Regions from separate parts of the Hordeum vulgare genome. Here region 1 is linked to region 2. The links are chromatin contacts, called in public Hi-C maps. All regions are on one chromosome and are shown on one strand. The core of a region is the stretch at or near the end of the contact, and the rest is flanking DNA. Distances in the headings are between cores, read along the strand shown. Region 1 overlaps LOC123449210 (deoxymugineic acid synthase 1). Region 2 has its middle 220 kb from the start of LOC123446730.

Region 1 (4,915 bases), core at 971-3,470, 280 kb before region 2:
AGCAATGAGATATTTACAATGAGGACGGTGCACTGAAGGCTAGCTAGCCTGACGCACTGAACGGCCATGTATAAGTTATAACAACCAGCAGCATGCACAAAGCGAGCTTACAGGAAAAGAAGGTAGTTCAACCCGACGCAGAGCTGCAGGCGGCTAAACGTGGACTCGCTCTCCAAGTTCAAGGGTGCCTCGTTGCTCTCAGCTCGCACGAAGGGGTACGAAGCGGCCGCGCAGAGGCATGTGCCAGCGTCGAGAGGCGGGAGGTTAAGGCTGGCCATGGTGGGGGTATCATAGCTAGTAACATAGTCTCGGGACTAACAAACATGATGATGTGACAAGTAATTAAAGAAGAGAGAGAGGGTTAGAGTAACATAGGTACTTCCTCAGTCTCGGTGCATTAGGCATCTTACGAAAATCAAATAATCCCAAAACACTAAGGCACATTAAAGTAGTACTAGTTGCATGTATATTAATTAGACCACATCTATTAATTGAAGGACCAATGCATGCAATTTATGCTGCACACTTTTTGGATTTCAAGAGGTCTTCTAACTAATAGCACGTTTTCAGTTGAGAAAGGAATGGTGTGATTGGTTTCCTCTGCAATTTAATTTTCTTCTCCTACCCAATCTATGCGTGCCTAGGTTGCAGTGCATCTCCTAAAATGCCTAATGCACCGAGACGGAGGGAGTAGATACCGTATCATGTTAAATGTTATGCTACTATGTGTCATGCATGTCAATAAATGAGATCAACTATGATACTAGTTTATGATACTATGTACTATAAAGGTAGTGTCATACAATAATAATATATGCATGATACTACTATATGTTACTCCCTACTATGAGCAGCCTAAAGATCAGCATACCCACTCTCCTCTCTTCTTTGCTGTCTCTTGGTTTGTCCTCGATGGAAACGATACCCAAAGATGAAATGCTGGCTGTAACTTAGAGGGAGCGAGAAGATAACGAGGGCGGCATTTCTTTCGCGTGCTCTGCTTTTAAAAAAGAGGTTGAGGGTTCTTTTTTTATAACAGTGAAAATACCGTGGTTCTGTAAATACTACAGTTTTAATATCACAGTTTTCACTCATAGCCAAACAGCTCATGGTAATTAAAACTACGGTATACAGGAAAACTTTAGTATTCGTGGAATACTCCAAAAATATTCTGTTATCAAACAGGGTAGGTATGGGTGCTCCAGTTGAGTTTGCTGCTTGAATACCCCACTAGGAAGGAGGGAAATGGGTTTTGGCAGGCAGGCTAACACCCCATCGCTTGTCCTAGCCGCCTACACGGTTCTCGATGCCGTAAGATTACCATTTTCATGTGCATCTATCTTTCAGGCATATCAGTTGAGCCCACACATCAACGGTGTAGGTGATCCAAGTTCCAACGAGCGCGGATCGTTCTCACACCGCACTGATCTGGTCTGACAACCTAAACGAGAAAACCAGTAGAAATTCACTGTCGCGTAAAGCCAACTTTGCAATTCCCAGAAGACACTAGCTGGAGTAAGCAGGGTTAGCTAGCTCCAAATTCAGGTCAAATCAGTCCAGTGGTGCGTCATCGGTCGCCTCTCTCACTCTCACGGGCACTGAACCCAACATTGCAAATGCACTTTTGCGCTATCGTGAAACTGAATATACTCTTTTGGTTATAATAAAAGATGGCCTATGACAGGAGTTACTTAACGACGGTGCATTCGCGCCAATGACACTGCAGGAATCTCCAGATGGAGTACGTGGACCTGTACCTCGTCCACTGGCCGGTATCCATGAAGCCCGGGCGGTTCAAGGCCCCCTTCACGGCGGAGGACTTCGTGCCGTTCGACATGCGGGCCGTGTGGGAGGCCATGGAGGAGTGCCATAGGCTGGGCCTCGCCAAGGCCATCGGCGTCGCCAATTTCTCCTGCAAGAAGCTCGACACCCTCCTCTCCTTCGCCACCATCCCTCCCGCCGTCAATCAGGTCGCTACACATTCCTACATACTACGTCTAATCAGTTTTGTTTACAAAGAAAAGAGTGCAAATCGATCATACGACCAAGTGAAGTGAGTGACCGGTCATTTTGCAGGTGGAGGTGAACCCTGTGTGGCAGCAGAGGAAGCTGAGGGAGTTCTGCAGGGGCAAGGGCATCCAGCTGTGCGCCTACTCGCCGCTTGGGGCCAAGGGCACGCACTGGGGCAGCGACGCCGTGATGGACGCCGGCGTCCTGCAGGACATCGCCGCGTCCAGGGGCAAGAGCGTGGCGCAGGTGTGCCTGAGGTGGGTGTACGAGCAGGGGGACTGCCTCATCGTCAAGAGCTTCGACGAGGCCCGGATGCGGGAGAACCTGGACGTGGACGGCTGGGAGCTCACGGAGGAGGAGCGCCGCAGGATCGCCGAGATCCCGCAGCGCAAGATCAACCTCGGCAAGCGCTACGTGTCCGACCACGGGCCTTACAAGTCCCTCGAGGAGCTCTGGGACGGCGAGATATGAGTAGCCTGTGGAGACCGACTGGCCTGCCGGCGTACCAGCGTTTGTCATCCTCGGCCATGGATGGCTGGTTGATTGGGGGACAGCTTTGCACTGATTTCCCTTGGAATAAATCAATAAAACGATGTGTTGCGTTTCAGTGAATGAATGAAGATGTTTGCTACTAGTACCGAATGTGCCAAGGGAGTAAAGAGATTGGGATCGTTATGCGTACTGACTGTCTGCAGAGGTTCGGGGAAACGAACCCCATGTTGAAATTCTGTCGATTGCACCCTGTCAAATCAGGATTGTTGACGTGACCAGGATTGGGCTGGGCTGCAAGGTGCATGCGCGAAAAAGACTGGGTCAGCCCAGTCGGGCCATCTCGCTCTTCACGCGTGATTTTTTTTTTGCGAAAATTAAAAAAATGAAGAAAAAAGTTTATGAATTTTGAAAAAATAATCATGGATTTAGGAAAAGTGCAACGATTTTGAAAACAAGAAAATGGATTTTCAAAATTAAAATTCATGGATTTTCGAAAGCATTCTGAAGTCCGTAGGTTATTTTATACGTAGGAAGCACCTGAAATTAAAAGGGAGCCACCCCGTGCAGTATTTTTTTTTTGTTTTTTTAACAAAATAAAACTCAAGTGGACCTGTCCAGCAAGGAGTAGGGTGTGCGCCCTTTGAAAATTGTTTTGAATGAAAAATTTAAAACGGGTTGGTCAATCAGATGAATCCCGATTGACACGATGTCAGTGTTCAATTTATACCGGGATTCCATAATTTAGGATGCAATTGATAGGGATTTCAACTTAGGGGTTCTTTCCACCCGATCAATACAAGTTTAAGGTTTAAATTAGATTTTCGCCAAAACAGAAGTGAGGCAGCGGCGGCGGGTTTCATCGTGGCCGTATGCCGCATGCCGTTTGCTAGGGCATGACCGGCCGAGCAACTGAACCGCTGCTTGCCAAGCTCGCCATAATGGGTGGCGGAGCATCCCACTGCCGATGAGCCGTCGTGCCAACCCGCCGGGCCCGATAATGAATGACCGACCGAGCAACTGAACCGCTGCTTGTCAGGCTCGTCAATGGGTGATGGAGCAGCCCACTACCGACGAGCAGTCGTGCCAACCCGCCGAGCCCGACAATGCCAGCCCACTGTCGGCGAGCAGTCGTGCCAACCCGCCGGGCCCGACAATGCCAACCCATTACTGGCGAGCAGTCGTGCCAACCCGCCGAGCCCGACAATGCCGGTGGAGTGCCGCGCGGGGCGCAACCCTTTAGCTAGCTCTTGCTCGGCGGCCAGTTGGCCAGCACGATCAGTCAGATGTTGCGGTGCCGGTGCTAAGCGTAAGCCAAGTGCGTGAGAAACGAGAGAAAGAAGACGAGAAATAAAATCTTGTATCCTCTATGTAATCTTATGCTCTTTAATTTTAAAGATCCTACATTTAATTAAGGTCTTCAATTAAAACTGAATCGCTCAAATTTAACTGAGTCAACAATTTTCCAAAGCTTTCTCACTCAACTCATTTATATTATACACCATGCTCCCTAATTTTTAAATATCTCATAATTAACTGAGGTAATCAATTTAGAATTGGATCATCCGGTTTTGACCGGGTCAACAATTGCTCAAGCTCTTCCGTTCAATTCTTTTAATATTTCATTTAATTGAGGTATTTAATTTTAAATTTGGCTTACAATCTTGACTTGTCCAACATTTTTTCAAATCAATTAGCAACAACCGACCTAACTAACCTATAAAAACATATCAATCGGCACACCCTTCCATCACTTAAACAAAAGAAGCACCACGCTGTGATATTGTAGCATCATTATAGTACATGCAACCATCGACGCAGAAATTTTCCCACATAAATATATAGATTGGTTAGCGGATAACACATAATAACACCATAAAAGACCCATCAAATCATCGTATTATAAACACAAAAAAAACACACTCCATCATCTTCCTACCTGCCAAACTAAATATGACATTGGTTCCAAATTATAAGGGGTATTAGTTTTCTGAAAGTAAAATTTCTTTAACTTTGAACAAGTTCAGAGAAAAAATATTGACATCCACAATATTAAACTAAAAAGTATGAAAATTCATTTCAGATGAATCTAGTCATACCGATTTGATATTATGATTTTGATATAATTCTCTATACATTTAATCAAACTTAGAAGATTTGACTTTTCAAAAAGATAATACACCAGATATTTTGAAAGAAAGTGATTTTTTTCTAGAACCTAACATCAATGGTGCAACAAAGGGTGGCCAACCCTTCTAGAAACATTATTATGCTCCCTAGTTTTAAAAACTCCATATTCAATTGATGTTTTTAATTGGAATTGGGTCACTCGATTTCGACCGGGTCAATAATTTTTCAAAGCTCTCCCATTCAATTCTGCTATACTATACAATATTCTTCCTAATTTCTAAGGCCA
Region 2 (5,204 bases), core at 879-3,378:
CCCGCCGCAACGGTTCCATACATATTGTATGCACCTACAGAAAATTGGAATATATTTTCTACCTGCGTGACCATTTTAAGAATCTATACATCAGATTTGTGTTTCCCGAATAAAATAAAAAGTCACAGACAATTCAAGGATAAGTTTTCAACTTTGACCGTCATAAGACTTATGCTATGTGTAGCCACTCAACCAAGTAACAAATAGCCTTATGGAATCTCCGACCGTCCGTCGAAACATTCGCGAACCTCCGAACCAACCTGTCCAGATGTAATTTACCGTTCAACACGGACCCATATTTTTCCGCATAAGCATCCGCTTGTCGAAAATCCCGCAAATCGGATGCGGACATGGAGTAAGTTTGTGGGCATCCATACCTCTGCCACCCCATGCCCACTCGGTCCCCCTTTTGGATAACTTTTCTTTCACTCTGCCCTGCTTCGCCTTACTCTACATCTGCATGCTCCATGCCTGATGTCGTCGACGTACCTCTCCAGCCATCACCTAGGCACTGTTGGATGTCCGCAACCCCCACCCACAAGTCGTTGTTCACCCAGGATCCGTCCGCAACCAGGTACCCTCCGCCTCCTGTCGACGCCGTCCAAGGCGGACACCATGCTTGGCAGGTGTTCGATCAAATGTGGTTGAGCTTTTTTGTTGACCTTCTTGTTGTTTTGTAGAGTAAGCATGATGACGGGATACTCGGTGATGGACGATGAATTAATGTGCGATGCATGAAAGATCGTATCTGCAGATTTTGTAGGCATGAGGCAAGGGGCTTGAACTTTTCAGCAAACGTGCATGCTTCGTTTCAAGAGTGAAAGCACTTCACCCTGCAACGTGCATGTGATCCATGAACACAGCGTGAAGGTTCTAGCACATCAATGATACATTATCCTCAACTCCGTCATAAAATTCTACGGTGCGGTTTCACAGGTTGGGACTAAGTGACCACAAGGCTGGTCAACCATGTAGATCATAAATTTTTGATTCTTATTGCTTTACAGGTTGATCAATTCATTGATTCACTCAATGTTGCAACGTGATAATCATTACGTTGTACAACCCGGACGCGTTGTGTATTGTAACATAAAATTAAGGGCAAGCTATTTACTTTCATATACATTGTTGGATGAAACTCAAAAGACACTGTGCGTGAGACGACATGCACAGATTCTAACTTGAGTATCGTTGAATTTGGAATCGGTGAATTTAAAAAAAAAATCATCCGATTATCTCGGATGTAATATTTATATTTAAACTATTATTATAATAGAGATATTTGCATGTTATTTATGAGTGCATTGTGTTATTTTCTACTATTACTTTAATTGTTGCGTATTTTAAAAAAAAGACAAAGTTGGACGTATAGGAAACGGGGTTGGATGGCCGGCTCCCGTAATGGTGTTCGCAGACGAGCTCAGACTAATCTACGGGTAAATAGTGTGCCCATTTTAAAAGATAGTGTTGAAGATGCCCTAATGAACAGCATCATATCTTTGCTCATCACGAGTGTATGGTTAGCAAATAAGACCAGCCATACATACTAGTACTACATACTCCCTCCGTTCCTAAATATAAGTCTTTCTAGAGGTTTTACTAGTGGACTACATACGGATGTATATAGTCATACTTTAAAGTGTAGATTCATTCATTTTGCTCCGTATGTAGACTTCTAGTGAAATATCTTAAAAGACTTATATTTACGAACGGAGGGAGTACTTATCATAGGCTAGCAAGTTGCAATCGATCGTCTCTCGTCTATACCTCACTTGCAGAAATGGAAACATTCTCATTGTCGTCTCCCTATCGTGGGTTGTCCCTCTCAACGGATGACCACACATCCGCGTCTCTTATCAAGACCGAAGCTGGCCCGGTCCCGGCAGGGAGCGCTTTCAGGGGAAAAAGAAGGAAGAAGCGATGGCCGTGAAATGCAGTCCTGACAGGGATATTTACGGGGTTCGTCGACGTGTTGCCCTCTGTCACTCTCTACACTCCCTCTGCCCTCCTCTTCTTTTGCCCACATTTCTCGCGTCTCGGCCGGTGCCCAGATATGAGGTTTGATGGTTGCCGGTGTAGTCCAATCTCTGGAGCGCGACCGTCCACCAACTTTCCAAGGAAAAGGAGACGAACGGATGGGAGCCCATGTGGCGGTAAGGGTTTGGAAAACCGGTGCCCCGGGTCTTGTCACACTACGCTAGTAGGTTCTTTTTCTTTGTGAATTGTCACGGAAATGCGCAGGGACATGTGACTGTGGGGCACTCACTGCCAAGTCCCCCGCTGCTCGTTTTTTCTCGTGATTTGCACAGTAGTTCAACCCTGCACGCAAGCGCAGTAAAAAAGAAAATCCCTTCAAAAAAGAAAAATGTTTCAACAATGGAACTTACGGTTTTTTATCTAAAACTGCCGTGTACCAACCAGTTTCAGAGATATATTTTCAAACAATTTTTTCTATTGGTCGTAGACACAAAATAATTATTTTGTATTGATCGCTCGTACTAAGCTTCAACATTGAAGCTTAACATATTTTCTGAAAAGCCGGCAAAATACATTCAAAATGAATCTTATTTGAAGGCAATGGTCAAGTGAAACACGAATATTAAAACATGACTTAATTCAGAATTTTTGTTTAAAAAATATTTAATTTTAAAAACCAAAAACTAAAATAAAATCGGGCAAAATGGACATGCAATTTGCGTGCCATAAATCCTCGTCCTTAATTGTAAGGTAGTACAAAAAAAATACTAGAAGTAAGGTAGTACAAAAAAATACTAGAAGTAAAAAAATTACAAGCACTCATTGCGGTGATGAAAAAGCCGTGGCCAATTCCGCTGGTGTGGGAGAATCGGAGCGAGATGATGGAACGGTTTTTCACCTTACTGTATGTGCATAGGAATACAATGTGTTGTTTTGTCCTATGAAATGGCCATAAGGGCATCTCCAACGCTTACCCTTAAACAACTTGCAACTATCTCATCACGTGATATAGGCATGTTTTACCATTCAACATATCGGTCCATCAACCGATACAGATGCACTTTATTCCATAAATCGGAGACAAAACCGGGGAGCTTTGCGGGCGTTCGAACCGATGTCACACTCGCGTCTGATTAACTTGGCCCACCAAAAAATCTTCTCCTCGCACGTGTGCTTTCCTGTCTGATGCTGGTCAGCGACTCTTCAGACCGTCAGCGCCGCATTCATATCTGTCCAGAACGGACGCGACCTATCACTGGAGACGGCATGGAAACGACGCGCTGGCCGAGAACGTCGTCACGTTGCTTCCCGATGCACGCTAGATCTCTCCTCATTCAAACGGCACCAGTCCATTCATCTCCCTTCATTAAGCGTACGCGGTTGCCGAGGAACCTACTTCAGCCCCCACACGTCGGTCCATCGACTGCCCAGCATTAAGAACCTCAGCACCTGGCATGCCCTATGCCCGCTATTTAACCCTCCAAGCCGGCAGCACAGTCGCACTCCTCCCCTCTCTATCTCCTTTCTGCACCACACCCGTCATGTACGCCTTGAGCTCCAAAGCCTCTTGGGATGGTCTATCCTTCCAACAGAAGGAGGAGATGCCCACCATTGCAGCCGACTGAACGAGCTCAGCATAGGTCGGCCCTGTGGACGTGCCAATGGTAGAGGCAACTGATGGAGGAGAAACTCACGCGGGCGACCAGGCCTACAACCCCTGCCTCCTCGACCAGGACCGGCGAGTAGAGGAGCTACTCAACATTAGCACAACTATCATGCTAGACATGGACGTCCCGAGCAGGTGGCAGTACTCGAGTCCTATCGCTTCGCCTGCGAGATCCGTCGCAACTGCTAGCGGTACCGCCAATGTATGGCGGAGCTAGAAGTCCTGTAAAGGGAGTTCAAGGAGGTGGCAGGTGAGGTGTTCAAAAAGAGCAAGGACAAAGACGAGGTCACTACCTCAATCACGCCCCGCCTCCATGACCAGGAAGCCAAACGTTCGCGAGCACTATGGATAGCGAGGAAGAGTAGTGCATGGAAGGTCGTCGGCACTTGTAACCCATGAAGGCCACTGCTCCTCCCATCGCATGGAAGCCAAGCTTGGTGACCTCAACATCATCGGTCGATTAATCGATTGGCATCGACATGGAGGCAGATAGGTTTAGTTCCTGAATCTCATGGTTGCGGAGGAGGCGGTGCTTTATTTTTCGGGGCTCATAGCCGGCCGGAGATGGCAAACGAGTGTTGGCGGTCATTTTAGGCTAGGTTTAGAGTCCGGTCTAGTTGAAATATGTCTAAATGTAATGAATTTGCTTCGTTTTAGATGAAAAGCATCCGTTTTTATTAAAAAATTATCCAAGGTATGAATGAATATCTTCCGATGTATTCAAATATGCATCAAATTTGTTCATTTTTTATAAAATCCTTCCAAACTATAACCAGACATATGCGGCTATATTTGGATGGCCAGTTTCCGCATTCGTGTTTGGGGACTGGTTCCTCCTGTCTATGGACAAACGCGGTGTCCGGTTCAAGGGGTCGGCACTAAAAATGCCCTAAAGAGAATAGTAGGCCACTACGACGAGTGGTGAAAGGAACCAGATGGTAAGCTGTGGTGCCCGGACGATCGCCGACACGGACGATTGCGAGTTTCACCAAGTTTTGCGATTTGAAGGAAAAAAAGTGTGATTCCGTCTGGTGTCCCCGTCCATTTACGCATAAATACCCGCAGATTTTCAGAGGGGACGACCTCCCTCCTCATATTTTTCGGCAAACATGCAAAGCTTTTATTCACGTGTCACACAATTTACATAGACGAGCAAGAGATCTCCGGGGAGGTCTATTCAAACATGGTGACCGGTCCAGAGTTAAAGCATGCTTTGTTAGTGCATGGGCCTCAACATTCAAGGTTCTAAACCCATGTAAATAAGACAAAAAAAGTTAAAAGTACTAGAGCTTTGCTTGATCTCATGCACAACTGCTCCATAAGATACAAGGTTCCTTTTTGAATATCTTCAACAACCGTTTTGCAATCTGGTGCTACCAAGATCTTGTGAATATATAGATCATTTGCAAGGGCTAGAGATTCTCTAATTGCCAAAGTTTAGAGTACCTTAGGTTTGACTATATTCCTGAACACGACTGCGGATGCTCCCTGGATAACTCTTGAAACATCACTGCATATAGCTCCCACTACACCAAGCCCTCCTGCTCTCGAGGCCGTAGCG

The links. A called contact is a pair of places that touch in the nucleus more often than the background predicts.
Region 1: a Hi-C map of seedling shows a contact between it and region 2, with 5 times the contacts expected there. The contact joins two enhancer-like sites. A contact is called at or near these places in 3 of 6 Hi-C or Micro-C datasets (leaf and seedling).

Annotation. Positions count from the first base shown.
Region 1 is chr4H:514,080,251-514,085,165 of MorexV3_pseudomolecules_assembly, reverse strand. LOC123449210 (deoxymugineic acid synthase 1) reads left to right here. Exons shown (of 3, transcript XM_045126347.1): 2 at 1,727-1,970; 3 at 2,077-2,691. The coding sequence ends at 2,481. Among protein-coding and RNA genes, the nearest start is that of LOC123449210, 18 kb to the left of the region's middle. Within about 2 kb of position 2,220, at least 3 of the 3 cell types and tissues checked have open chromatin away from gene starts, as enhancers often do. A contact at or near this core is called in leaf and seedling, where this site is marked.
Region 2 is chr4H:513,801,330-513,806,533 of MorexV3_pseudomolecules_assembly, reverse strand. No RefSeq gene overlaps it. Among protein-coding and RNA genes, the nearest start is that of LOC123446730, 220 kb to the left of the region's middle. Within about 2 kb of position 2,128, at least 3 of the 3 cell types and tissues checked have open chromatin away from gene starts, as enhancers often do. A contact at or near this core is called in leaf and seedling, where this site is marked.